Regions from separate parts of the Zea mays genome. Here region 2 is linked to region 1. The links are chromatin contacts, called in public Hi-C maps. All regions are on one chromosome and are shown on one strand. Each heading gives the region's core, a stretch centred on a gene start, on an enhancer-like site or on the middle of the called end of the contact. The rest is flanking DNA. Distances are from core to core; before and after follow the strand shown.

The links. Hi-C and Micro-C count contacts between places; a contact is called where the count stands out from the background.
Region 2: a Hi-C map of ear shows a contact between it and region 1, with 2.8 times the contacts expected there. The contact joins the promoter of LOC100277099 here to the promoter of LOC100281388 in region 1. A contact is called at or near these places in 2 of 25 Hi-C or Micro-C datasets (ear and tassel).

Annotation. Positions count from the first base shown.
Region 1 is chr5:222,687,736-222,694,778 of Zm-B73-REFERENCE-NAM-5.0, reverse strand. LOC100281388 reads right to left here and starts at 3,766. Exons shown (of 8, transcript NM_001154306.2): 1 at 3,156-3,766; 2 at 2,863-3,035; 3 at 1,715-1,876; 4 at 1,492-1,633. The coding sequence starts at 3,533.
Region 2 is chr5:222,911,860-222,918,902 of Zm-B73-REFERENCE-NAM-5.0, reverse strand. It overlaps LOC100277099, which reads left to right and starts at 3,893. Exons shown (of 4, transcript NM_001150760.1): 1 at 3,893-4,113; 2 at 4,833-4,944; 3 at 5,031-5,081; 4 at 5,258-5,711. The coding sequence starts at 3,974. The coding sequence ends at 5,323. It overlaps LOC100502250, which reads left to right. Exons shown (of 17, transcript NM_001363238.1): 12 at 420-485; 13 at 636-729; 14 at 869-981; 15 at 1,166-1,236; 16 at 2,383-2,587; 17 at 2,698-3,554. The coding sequence ends at 3,183. It overlaps LOC100284272, which reads right to left. Exons shown (of 6, transcript NR_182047.1): 4 at 7,026-7,043; 5 at 6,694-6,951; 6 at 5,917-6,461.

The DNA of each region.
Region 1 (7,043 bases), core at 2,517-5,016:
CCCGAGCATCCGCTCCTGCCCGGACTGCTCGCCTTCAGGTTTGACGCATCTGCTCCCGTACTGTTTCTTCGTCCAATACAACCATGTTGTCAGCGTCATCATCTCGTCCCCACCTACTCCATCTACTCCAACAATCGCATGTTGTGCCAGCACCTTCTATCCCACTGTTATGCGCACCGCAACCATCACCATTGGGGCCCTCTACCTTGTACATCCAGTATTTACAACACCAACACGTTAATTTGCAACACCAGCACCAACACCAACACGCTATGACTAGGGGAGGATATTAGAGTATAATTGTTAATTTAGATATTGTGTATCATAGATTGCCATATATATCCTAGGATTGCCTTATCTCCCAAGTTTTGTACTCTGGGGGTGTTTGGTAGGGTTTCCAGGGTCCTATCTAGGCTAAGGTAGTGCAACTAGTATTGTTTGCTGAGTACATATCCAGTGCACATGAAAGCTTTATGAAATCATCACTATCCATCTTAAATCTGACGTCTCTGGTTGATCATTGTAATTTACAATTAACATCTTCCACCACTACAACCCATCACGTCGGAGGGTGTTCTTTGCAAATATATCAAACAACTACAGACGTTAGATCTAAGATGGGTGGTGAAGATTTAATATATACGTTCTCTTGTTTGGTAACCTACACACGTATTTAGGCCTAGCCTCAGCAGTGCAAAGTGGATTTCGTAGCTGGTTCCAGCTAAATGGATATTCACTTCATTTTCATTCAGCCTGGTTCCCGGTGGCGGACGGCGCAAGAGAGACCAGCCACGTGTTCACATGCACACACTTTGACGATGCATTTTAGCTTCTTTTTTCGCTATATCTTCTAAATAAAAGATTTAAACACCAAACCAATTTCATATCTGTTTCCTGACATTTTTTTGAACAAAACTAGGCCACTCATGCTATATATATTTCAAACAAAAAATAATGAACTTAAGATTAAGACTATTAACATATAATTAGTGTCTATTAAATAATTTTGACATATAATTAGTGTCTATTGATACATTTTTTATTTATTCAATATTTTTTGAGCTCATGCAGGAAGATTTTATGCAAAGCAACCAAACAACATTTCTAATGAGTCAGCCAGGTTGGCTAGGAAAGTGAACCAAACAAGCGCATGTGCACCTCCTCGGCTTGGCTCCATGCAGCCTAGTTCCCATATGTGAGCTAGGGTGGCTAGGGATGTGAACTAAAGATGCCCTATATAAACCCTCTAAGGGCTCAATGCAATACATCTGTCCAATTACACCAATTCTATCCTCCTTCAAAATCAATGCACAAACAAATATTTTGTTTTCTTGAAACTTGAGCAATAATGCTTTTGGGTATGCAGGATTCGTTGAACACAACAGGACAAAACATTGTAAAATGAATATATCGGTCTTTTGGAAGGCCATGTATGGTTCATACTAAAATTAGCAGGAATAGAAATATTAAAAATCAGGGTGAACTAAATACCTTAACAAGAACTGCACGGCAGAAAGATGGTCGAATCGGAAGACCGAACACGCGGATTTGAGATGGTTGTAGATCATCCAGTGCTGCCCGCTTGGCAACTTCTTCTGAAGGGCAGTAACATCTATTCACATCAGCATGAAACCTGCGTTTTTTTCTTCTAATTGTCAGATCAAGTGAACAAATTGCTTTACTATATGTTTTCCTTATCATTAGCTGAATATACCATGTAGGGTGGCATGTGTTGAGGTCTGTGATCACAGTTACAAAGACTACCCTGTTCTGTAGGCCTTGCCATTTGAGAACCCACAGAGGAATGTGTTGCATGAGGGGATGGACACTAATTATGATGTCTGGCTTGTACTTCTTCAGTCCAGCCTCCACCTTCCTTCATCCATAAACAAAGCATTCAGAAAAAGATAACATAAGCAACAGATCATGCAGCAGATAAGATGTGGAACATGATCATGGTATATAAAAAACAACGAAACAATTATATAAAAGCAAATACTGACAATTCTGAAAGGACACATGTTAAGATAAATGCTGCACAAGGAATGGCAGCACCACAATGAACTACAGATTTACAGCCACCCCAACCCCGTGATCATGGTATATAAAAAACAACGAAACAATTATATGAAAGCAAATTCTGACCATTCTGAAAGGACACATGTTAAGATAAATGCTGCACAAGGAATGGCAGCACCGCAATGAACTACAGATTTACAGTCACCCCAACCCCCAAGTCCCCAAGTATGCAAATGTTAGCCAGATCCATCTGGTGCCAGAGTGGCCATCAGTTTTCGTACCCTGAAGCACATGGCACTAATTAGTTTGTTGGGATTCTTCATCATGCCCTTGTCCTACACCCTGGCAGCCCATACCAAGTGGCTAGATAGGACTGTGGTATCTCTCACCTCAGTGACAGTCTATTTGAAATTGAGTTTGAGTTGCAAAATCATACGATGAATGACAGTGATTTCAGCATGGATATTTGAGCATCCATAGACAAGGTCCAACCTCACAATTCGTTGAGTGCACTCAAGAGAATGGGCTGAGGGCTATAAAAATTATTGGCACAGAGTCACGCGTTGAGATCCGACATTATAATAAAAAGCGTACACGATGATGACAAAATTGCTGGGTCCATTAGACAAATTAGGCGATTAGGTGAGCAATGTGCAGTATGCCACCAACAACAGCAACGTGGATACTCCACAGACGACAAATGATCGTGTTGTTTATAATCCCGATGCAGAGAGGATGGAACAGAACAAGGGAGACGTTCCAAAGGACGAATCGGCGTCCAGTCACCAAATCTGGTTGAGCTGCGGAACACTAGAGAGAAATTATACGTGTGTCCTTCCTTACTTGGCGTAGAATGAGGCGAGAGCGGCGAGGTAGAAGTTATGGACCCATCTAGGCGAGGTGCTGTGGAATGCCACCTTCCAGAGCTGCACGTGCTTGACCATGAACTTGTAGGAGCTCTCCATGTTGTTGAGCGGCCAGCCGGCGTGGTCCTTGCACAGATCCTTGACGAAGACCTGGCAGACGAGACGATTGATGGTGATTACGAAATCCGCCGTCGAGGAGAGGCCGTGGTGCAGGAGGACAGCACGAGTGATGAATGAACAGAGAGAGAGAGCGCGCGCGCACCCACCCACCCGGTACTCGTCGCCAAACTCGATGCGGAAGGCGTCCTTGATGGCCTCGGCGGAGGCGCGGTGGCCTCCGCCGGTGTCGCTCATGAGGATGAGGACGTTCTTAGCGCGGTTGGCCCCGAGCTGGACGAGCTCGACGGTGCCCTCCTCCTCCTCCCAGAAGGGCTCGTCGTCGTCGTCGGGCCCGCAGAGCGAGGAGACGGAGGTGGAGGCGGGGCCGTCCCCGCGGGCCCGGCCCGCGGACGAGAGCTCGCCTCCGGCGTAGGTGAGGCTCTTGCGCAGCTTCCCCTTGGCCCGCTGCTGCTGGTGGTACGCCGCCACGGTCTCCAGCACCGTCTCCCGGATCGACCGCCCCCGCGGCGACGCCATGGACGCCGCCATCGCGGAGGACGAGGGGAGGGGAGGGGAAGGGGGGTGAAAGCGCCGGATGTTCTGGGGTTGGGGGGAGCGGAGGGGGAGGGGGGAGGCCGGGACCGGGACCGGGAGGGAGGCGAGTGGGCAGGAGAGAGAAGGGGGGGCGTTTAAAATTGGGGATCGGAGAGAACGGCGGAGGAGGCGGGGCCTCGAGCTGAGCTGGCACGTCCGGGGACGGGGAAGGAAGACAACTGGAATTGGGAGGCGGGTGGTGCTCGGATGCTCGCCTGCGCTGTTGTTTGTTGCTTGACTTGCTTGTTTTTCCCGGGGATAAAAGCATTTGCTCGTTTGTTCTATGTTGTGCCCGTGATTGGAGGAAACTCAAAGGGTCTCGTTGAAAGAAAGTTGATGCTGACAATCAGTCAAGAACAAGAGCCAGGAGGAGTACGTGCTTGGAAAACGTTACTGTCAGGCACGCTGTCTGTACATATAGAACCAGTTTAGCACAGAATCGGCGTTTCGGAAAATACCAGCTCTAGGGTAATCGGGTGTATAGATGTCCAAACGGGCCACCCGGCACGGACCCGGTCCGAACCCGTTTCGGTCCGGTACGAATAGTGCCGGGTCAGGCACGGCCCGTTGAAGCTTCGGGCCGGGTCGTGCTGGCCCACGTGCCTAGGGACATGTCCAAACCCGGCACGCATAGGTATAAATCGTGCCGGGCCGGCCCGTTCGCCCGGTGGGCCTGAACGTACCGGGCCGACCACTGGCCCGAACCAATACATAATAACAGAATTAAATACATGTACATATCAGATTTACACTGGCCCGAACTAATACATAATAACAGAACTAAATACATGTACATATCAGATTTACACAGAATTAATACCAGATTTACACAGAATTAACCACAGGATTCACACACATTGATTCACACAGAATTACACGAACACAGATATGAAATGACTATTTGGAGCTGTTAGTGCAATGGCCGCCTCATTAAAAACCTTCTTAGGTAAAAACTCACACCTCGTGAGAAAACCCTAAGAAGGAAAAAAGAGTGCGGCCCAGCTCCTAAGTTTATAAATCATTACAGTCCATTACAGTGTACAGTCCATTACAACTCATAAGACATTAAGACTAGTAGGTTGCAAGACTAAGCATTTCAATCATCCCTAGCTGATTGTGTTGCTGGATCATCAAGCCACAGGTTGTCGTGCTCATCTTCAAGTTCTTTTGTGTCTTCCTCCACACTGTGTTGCAGGTGACCATCAGCAAGTTCCCAATCTTTGACGCAGGATGATATCTCTACCATATCAGGAGCTAGACGACGTCGACGCTCTTCAATTACCCTGCCAGCAAGACTAAATGTAGACTCTGAGGAAATAGTAGAAGCTGGCACTGTCAAGACATCTTTAGCTAGTAGTGAAAGAATAGGATAAGTTAACTTATGCTGATGCCACCAAGAAAGGACATTGAAGTCCTCATCAAACTCAGTGATAGTATCACTGTCTAAGTAAGAAGCTAACTCAGAGGTAGATGCAACAGTAGAGATAGCTTGAGGGGTTGAAGAAGAAGAACCTGATCTCCTTCCCAGAGGAGTAGAGAACTCACCATCAAGGTCATCATCACCATAAATGTCATCCCATGCCATTTTTTTCTTACCAGATAAGTGGGATGATGGTTGGTGGGCGCCACGCATGCGTGTGTCACCAAATTTGGTCTCATACAACTGAAATACTTTGGTTAGCTTAGTACGAACATCAAATGGAAGCCTAGAGTAATCAGTACCAGTTAAACTAGATAACTTGATAAGGACTTTGTTAAAACCCCTCATTTTAGCTCTAGGATCCAAAATAAAAGCAACTGCATATAAAATTGGAATGTCTCTCCAGTACTTCAAGAATTTATCTTTCATAGGAACAACAGCACATCTTAGCAATATATCATTCTCAAATGCATTTAGATGTCTAGCTATCCTCAGAATGTGATGCAACATTAAAGTAGCAGTTGGATAGTAGACACCAGACAATGCAACTGTTGATTCATAAAATAATTCTAAGAAAGATAACACTTTTTCAGCAATTGCCCAATGGTTATCAGTGAGTAAAGGAGTCCCATCTTCATTCAAAGGATACTGGGTTTTGATAAAAACAGAGAAGGTGGACTTGTGTGGTAACAAGTGTTTAATCATTAAATAGGTAGAGTTCCATCTAACATCCATGTCAACACCAAATTTACGAGGGCGAATAGCCATACTCATACAATAGCTTTTGTATGCAGCTATACGTTGATTAGATGCATTTAAAAATGTTATAGTAGTTCTAAAGTCATCAAGATATGTTCTGATAGGATCCAAACCAGCTTTAACAATTAGATTAATAACATGACATGAACAACGTTGATGCAAGAACATAGTAGACAAATCATCATCAGATGCATCAATACCAAGGCTACTATCAGGAACAGGTACACCAAGGTAACCACACAAGAAAGGTCTTAGAAATTTCATGGCAACATTATTTGAGGAAGCATTATCCAAAGTTATAGCAAACACTTTTTCAGTTAAACTATACTCATCAATAACAGTAGCTACAAGATTAGCAATGTTAGCACCACTATGCTTGCCATCAATGAGCCTAAGTGCAAGCAATCTTTTTTCTAATTCCCACTTAGAATTAACAAAATGAGCTACTACGCTTAAGTAATCCTCCTTTGCCTTGCCAGACCAAATATCAGAAGTAAGACAAACAGAACCAACATCATTTTTAAAAGTTCCAATTAAGTTCACCATACGTTCATTATAAAATTTAACCATGTCCCTGGCAGTGGTCTGTCTAGAAACATGCACAAATCTAGGGTTATGAGAACGATTGATATAACATTGAAAAGCAGGAGTAGAACCATGCCATAAAGGAAGGTCATCCCTAGCAATCAAACGACATAGTTCAGTCCTAGCAATAGAAGCAGAGTACTCCCAACGTTGCAAAGTACCGTCAGCATTGTACTTAAGCACAGATTGGACTTGCCCAGAGCGTTCATGTGCTTTCTTAGCAGGGCAATTATGACGAAGCAAATGACCAGTACCAGAAGTAGAACGAGCACTAAGAGTTTGCTTACAGTGCTTGCAACGAGCAGCATACCTGACTTTTTTGCCATCCACAATCTTAGTCAATTCATCAAAGTCATTCCAGCACTTGGACCTTTTCTTTGAGTGCGAGTTGCTTCCACCAGCATCAGGATCAGGGACTAACTCTGGCAGGCTTGTGGAGCCTGTGCCAGTCCCTACTGCAGAGCCAGCGACAGTATCGATATGAATAGGATCTCCATGGGTTTCATTCTCACCGAAACCAATGAAGAACCTAGCATCCTCAGCCTCATTAAAGTCCTCGAGCCTGCGCTCCTCCTCCTCTGCAGCCGCTACCGCGTCAAGGTCCATGAGCTACAACGTACAATCGGCTCCGGCTACCTCAACGACTACAAGGTTCAAATCAAAGCAACAAAATGGAGGCAGTGAGGACTGACTGACTGAGG
Region 2 (7,043 bases), core at 2,644-5,143, 220 kb before region 1:
CAACCAGTGGCATGTGCTATATTTGTTGAACATGGGCAATGGAAGATAGGATTTATACTAAAATATTTTCGCGTTGTTTGATATTGAATTATTGATGTCTATCTCGCATTTTGTGGTCTGGTCATTGTTCAGTAGATTATATATAATATGATGACCTGATATTCCATATTAATGTGATCTGGTCATTGTTCAGTAGATTATTTGTATACAGTATACAAATATTATATTAATGCATTCGTGGGTTGAAGGCTTGAAGCAGCCTCTCCGCATTTGCGAGGGGAAGGCTTGCCTCGGTTTATCCCTTCCCTAGACCCCATTTACGTGGGAGCCTCCATTACTGGGTCTGCCCTTATGCAAATATTAATGCATATGCTAGTCATTTTCTCAATGAGTGTATTTTTGTGTCTTCCATGTATTAGGATTTAGAGGATGCATTAGGCGAGGTAACCTTTGAAGATGGCATTCCAGAAATCAAGTTTAGTAAGGCGGGTACTTCACTCTATTATAGGTTCAATTCAGTGCAGTGGTGGCTTGATATCTTCGTACCTATATTTTATTTCAAAAGAAGCACCGTACCTAATGCAGTTCTTTTCACATTGCTTTTGCCCTTGTTTATTGCTGCATATACCTTTTAGGTGCTTGGAAAAATTTGGTCTGTGGCATTTAAATATCACTTCCGTATGCCACCTTACTACACACTTGTTCTCCGGTCACTTGCCTCTTTGGAAGGTTAGCTTGTTCAGTTGAAGTTGAGATACCAAACTAATTCAATACATATGCATAGAGGCTTATTTCTTTTCAAAGATGCATATCTTGATGCCAACTATTTTTGAGGGATATATTATTTTGTTTCCTTTCTTACTGATAGGACTAGCCGTGGCAGCAGATGGGACTTTCAAAACATTTCAAGCAGCATACCCATATGTTGTTCGGAAGCTTCTGTCCGAAAATTCACTTGAAACAAGAAGACTCTTGAATCAGGTAACATTCATTTATCTCATTTAGTATGTCTGCAGAACTATTGGTGTAGTACTAGGGCCAGTATCGGGGCCTTGTTGGCTTCAACATCAAAGGTTGGGCCATATAACCATGTTATGCTGTATTGCTGTTCTCCTTGCAAAATGCATTTATGTGATAACTAACACCAATCAGTTTTCTTACACAGGCAATTTTTAACAAAAGGAAAGAGTTCCAATGGCAGAAGATTGACGCGTTTCTAAAATTGGCTTCAGCAAGGTTTGTGTCATGGCTCTTATCTTTATTTTATAAATTGGTTTGGTTTGTTAAAAATATGTTGGTTCTTTCAATTGCCTCTTAAATTATTAGTTAGTGATAGTGATATCTTCTGGTTAGTAAAGTATTTCCTCGGTCAAAAATACTTACCACATTTGGCTTTGCACTGCCTTTGATGTATATTTTTTACCACCAATTTCTTCTAGAATATATTCTTAATAGTCTACCCATTTTCAAACTAAATAGTTTAAAAGGTAGGGGAGCATAAACTCTTGTTTTTTTTAGGTAAGGAAAATAGGTAGAACAAAATGCTTGGAAGATGTTATATGCTTAGTTTTGTTGAATTGAAGGATGATATGCATGTGCCAACTGCTAACCGTACTTGGCAAGCAAACAGACAGTTCTTTGTAATACTTACATGCCCACTCATGGGAGGAGGACCCAGTATGGCGATGTATGGCGCTTGCCATACCTTGATTCTTCCATGAGCAATCCTAGAAAATCGCTGACCGGCTGCTCTCCTCCGATGTCCGCCATAGCATGCGGAATGAAGCAAGTATCTGGAGCTGGGCCAGCATGGGCTTCTATACGCTAAGTACTTAATGGGCTTCCAAAGGCTGAATCATGTAAGCTAGATGAGGAGTCGAGCCGAACTATGCTGCGCGCGGAGATTTGCCGACGTGCAGCCAGGGGCCAGAGCCCAAGGGGCAAGGGCAAGCACGAGCAGAAGTCATCCATCATGCTAGCAGAGCTGCAGCTGTTAGCACCAGCACCTAAATGCTCTAGGATAGCAAGTAACACATGCAATTGACTCGAGTAGCAAATAGCCACATGGTGTGAAGTTCCAGTTCATTTTTGTAGTTGCTACTTATATTTCACTAGTTGGTAAATTCAGGAGGCTCGGTGATTTAGTGAAAGTTATTGAGTAATGATGGATCCAAACGGAAAGAGCAATGTCAATACACAAATGAGAGACATGTATTGCAATTTGCAATGCTCTATCCACTATTTTACTTCATTGCCGCATTTGATTCTACCTGTCTCGATTCTTACTTTGTCATACACAGTTTCAACTTCGCCATACGTTAATTTGGTTCTGTCCTCCGCCACTGTGCCCACTGCCCACTTATGTTATTTTCATGTTTGAAGGACCAACTTCAAGTATAACAGTGAAGTTTTGCCAGAGCCTGACATGAAGTCCATGAATGTGGCTAGCCTTGTGGAGATCAGTGATGCATATTCACTTGACCGTGCTATAGCTACACCAGAGAGAGCATTGCATACTGCAAACCTGTGTGTGAGGCTTTTATTATCTAAGGAGAGCATTGTGATTAGGAGACTTATTATGACAGCGGTATGTATCACATCTTATCTGCACACTTCTTTACTTGTGTTGTAGCAACGGCCCACCTGACCGACATTTGAGATTGACGTAGTTAGCTCACTCCGAATCCTATTGTGCAGAATGCAAAATCTCTTGCCCGTGATCTGATCTCCAGAGATGCTTTGATGTTCCGGGTGCTCCTTAGTAAGGTTATTGCGGATGTTGTCTACCAATGGATGTTGAGTGCCACAGGCTTGAAACGAGTTATGGAGACCAAGATCCAGACGCCCATGACCACAGGAAAGAACGAGGGACATCTGGTGCTGGCTGAAGAACCATCGACCCTGATGGTACTCCAGGCGGCAGTAAAAGACCGAAGGATTCAGCTCATGTTCACCAAGTTTGTGAGGGAGTTGAGAGAGGAGCCCGTCTTGATGATTAGGGTGAGCTGGAACGTGTTCCTCATCTCGGTCTCATCTGCCGCTGTAGGCCTGCACCGTTTCTTGGTGTTCTTCTTGAAGGAGGATGGTGCCAGGTTCTTGGATGACAAGGTCAAGAAAATGAAGATTTGGCTGATGGAGTTCTCGAAGCGGACGGCTAATCTGGAGATTCAAGGAATTCTGTGAATGTTGGTGGCTTTTGGTTGAAGGATTTAATAGCTGCTTCGCACTCTGGTTTTTGGAGTTACTTTCTGCATCGAGTGAATCCAGTTCCTGTTTACGCTGGCTGTCTGAGCTTGCTTGGCTGCTGGTGTTCCCAGAGATTTATAAAAACAGGGTTTTCCTCCGTCATTCCGCCGCAGCTAGTATATAATAGATGGTTCTTGGTTGTTCATGTACTGTGTAGCTGTATATAATAGAAACATTGCAGGATCAGTGAGTAATTCTGTGGCCGAGTAAAGTGCAGTGGTGGAAGGCATGTGTTACCTACTGGATATAAATATGATGATGTGAATGTTCAGTTGAAAAACTTGGGTGACATGAACTGATGAACTATAGCTGATGCCTCCACTTTAGAAATTTAGCTGTTTTAGTTTGTCTAAAATCAAACCTTTCTTTGACAAGTAACTTGCATAAACTCGGGCGAAATCGTTTGGGTAGATCATAGATGTTTGTAAATTTGTCCGATTATTAACATGAACAGTGGTAGCCGGTGTAATCATTTCCCACCACAAAAGGTCAGTGCGAAATGGGCTGTAAGGCTGGATCCGACGACACATTGGACCCTTTATGTCAAGTCATGGGCCCGTCGTACTGGGAACCCACGGCCCACGATGGGGCAATTGCTTCGTGTCCATTGCGTCTCTCTTCTCGACGGAGCTCGAGTCGGGTCTGAGAGGTGGACGGAGTTTCGGATTCGGAGGTGATCTGACCTGTGAGGGGCTGAGGAGGAGGAGGAGGAGGAGGAGGAGGAGGGATGGGGCGGCGGCAGAAGCGGCAGGCTTTGATGGCGGCATTCGCGTTGGCGCTGCTCATGGGCACCGCCGTCTACTTCCGCATCTGGGCCCGCCAGTCCAGCGACCCCTACTTCACCGCTGACGACCGCGAGGAGCTCCGGTTCGCACCCCAATTCCTCTCCGCCTTCGTTCTTTTGCACCCGCCTACGATTTATAATCTCCTGTATCTTATTGAGTTATCAACAGATTTTTTTTTTTTTGGGAAGGAACCAAACCATGCTTGCTCTTACTTCTGATCGCACTATGAATGGATTTAAGTGTTTGTTCTAATGTCTGAATCAGGTTAATCATTTGTCTGAATTATTCACCATGTTAGAATTAGAACCGGTCCAAAGGGATTAACGAATGTAATCTATAGCACTTCATACCAAGTCATACATACTACCTGTTTGTTAACATAGAAAAAAAAAACTCGACCAGCCCGAGACCCCGAGTACGACCTCCCCAGGGCATTGCGATTGAGGTACGAGACCTCAAGCAGGCCCGTTTAAATTCGCTTTTATGGAGAGTCAAACTAGTACCGAGGTGTTAAAGCTCTTGTAACCACTAGGCTACAGCCCCTTTCCCTTTGTTAACAAAAAAAAAAGAAATTGGACAGGCATAGATTAGTTATTCGTCCCTGTAACCAGGCTGATCTCGTTTCTTTGACATATGGCAACCTCTTTATTATATGGACATTTTCATGGCCGTCATTCACGTCTTGTGCTGTGGAAGAGTCAGAGCAACTACGAGAGATTATCCTTTGCTGATTCATTATGTTACCTTAAGCCTTACCTTTGCTTCTCTTATTATATGTTTTTTTGCCACATCAACCATCAGGAGGCAATTTGAACAAGCAAACCTAGAAGCCATGGATGAATCTGCCGAATGGAGGATGCAATATGACAAAGAAGTAGAGAAAAACAGGCAGTTGCATGATGAGCTTTCAAAGGTATTTCTCACTTACCAGATACTTGTACATGGCTATGCCCCTCAGACACTCCATCCACGGCGCTCATTTGAGAATTCTCTTCACAGGTTAAGGCCTCATTAGCTGGCACAGCCCGGCGTCTTGAGTTGTTGCAGAAGGTATTTTTTTTTCTGGGCGATCAAATTTAATACATACCCTCTACTATATCATGCACTTTCTACCCTGGGCCACCTTTAATTTTTTGCCAGCCCTTCCTCTTCGCTCCTTTTCATTTTTTAATTCCCTCTAGTCCTCTACATGTGTATACCCCGCTTAATCATTCTCATTGCTGCAGGATAACGAGTTGCAGAAGAGGCAGACTGAATCGCTGAGGCAGCAATGCAATTGCACTCTCCATTGAAAGTTATGCAAGATTAAGGACATGGAAGGAGTTTTTCAGCTTCTTTGGCGGATTAGCTATTTTTTTCCAACACCAAGGGAGGAAAACCAGATTGAGTTCTAGGAATGAGAACTGGCATATGAAAATGATTGAGAACATATATAGTGTATAGACCATAGTGTTCGTCCTTTATACCAATGGTGAGCTGCACAGTTCATCCAAAGTGATCGGTGGGAACTTCATTGGTGACAATGCAAAGCGCAGAAGTCAAAACGTAAAAGATGGCGCCATATGGTTATAAGCTCCTAATTTCTGAGTGATTTTGCAGTGGCAGTTTGCATGAGTACCTGACTATCTGTAGATATACATTGTACCCGGGGTGCAAAAAGATGGTGACAAGTTTGAAATCTGGGACCGTGCCAATACTTATTGGCAGGAAACTTAATAATCCATATTGTATTATCGATACTTGCAATTCCTTCCATTGGTAGCATGGGCACTTCCTATTGTGTACAAATATTTCATTTACCAGCATATTAACTTATTAAGAAGGTAAGAAAACTTAATAATTCCTGTGCTAACTCATGTTCAGCAATCAGCAACTCGATCGTTATCCGCACGCCATCGATCACAGGGTCATCAGGCTACAATACACGGCATATCCTCCCCGAGTATCTGTAGACTGCATCAGTACACTGGCATCAGGTACTGACGTGCTGTAGTGGCTCTATCTGCCAGATTTATTATATCATAGCTCACAGAAAAATGTCATCAGCACTTTAAGGATCCAATTGACAAGATAATTTCTCGGGGTAAAAGATCCAATCTAGTACTACAAGATATATATAAAAAAGACATGCGACACCAGTACAACATCCGTGCAGGTTGTCACAGTCTCAGGAATTGCATATGTTTTTGAACTGACTCCTCCGAGAGCAAGAGCGCAAACGCCACAGGTGCAGTCATGGGAGCAGCAGTATCTTGCCGATGTGGGTGCTAGCTTCCATCAACCTATGAGCCTCAGCAGCTTCACATAACGGAAACGTCTTGTAAATCACCGGCTTCACTTTGCCAGCAGCGACAGCAGGCCACACGTTCTTTTCCACCTCACTAACAATCTCTGCCTTATTAGCAAGGCTTCTGTTGCGCAGTCCAGCAGCTGCACACAATCATGGAAAAAAATAAATAAATAAATAAATAAATAAATACCATGTGAAAATTTTAATCAAGTGCAAAAATAGGAGTGGCGTTTAGGAACGTAGAGGTTGGTTGCTATTGCCTATACGCTGACAAAACATAGTGACCAGCAAACTGGCATAAAAATCCCTACTGAGCATCACTGAAATGTAACAGATGATGCCATTGCCTACAGGCTTGTGCAACTAAAATACCTTGTATGGTCAAACGGCGTGCAAGCACAGCTTGCAGGTTCACTTCAGCTGCTATGCCCCCTTGGAAGCCAATGATGAAAAGTCTACCATCAACACCTAAGCTATTCAGGTTGCGCTGGAGATATGATCCTCCAATGTTATCCAGAATCACATCAACACCTGGTAGTGAGTTTCAGATTACAGTCAGGGATGTTGCGCTATTTGATGATAATGCTCGATACATACTAGCTGCCAAAAAAGAGAGCATCGAAGTAGTTCCTACAAAACGAACTATCAGCATCCATATACCAGTCAGTGTAAAAGAACAAAAATAATCAGGTGGGATGTTATACCCTTTCCGTTGGTTTCCT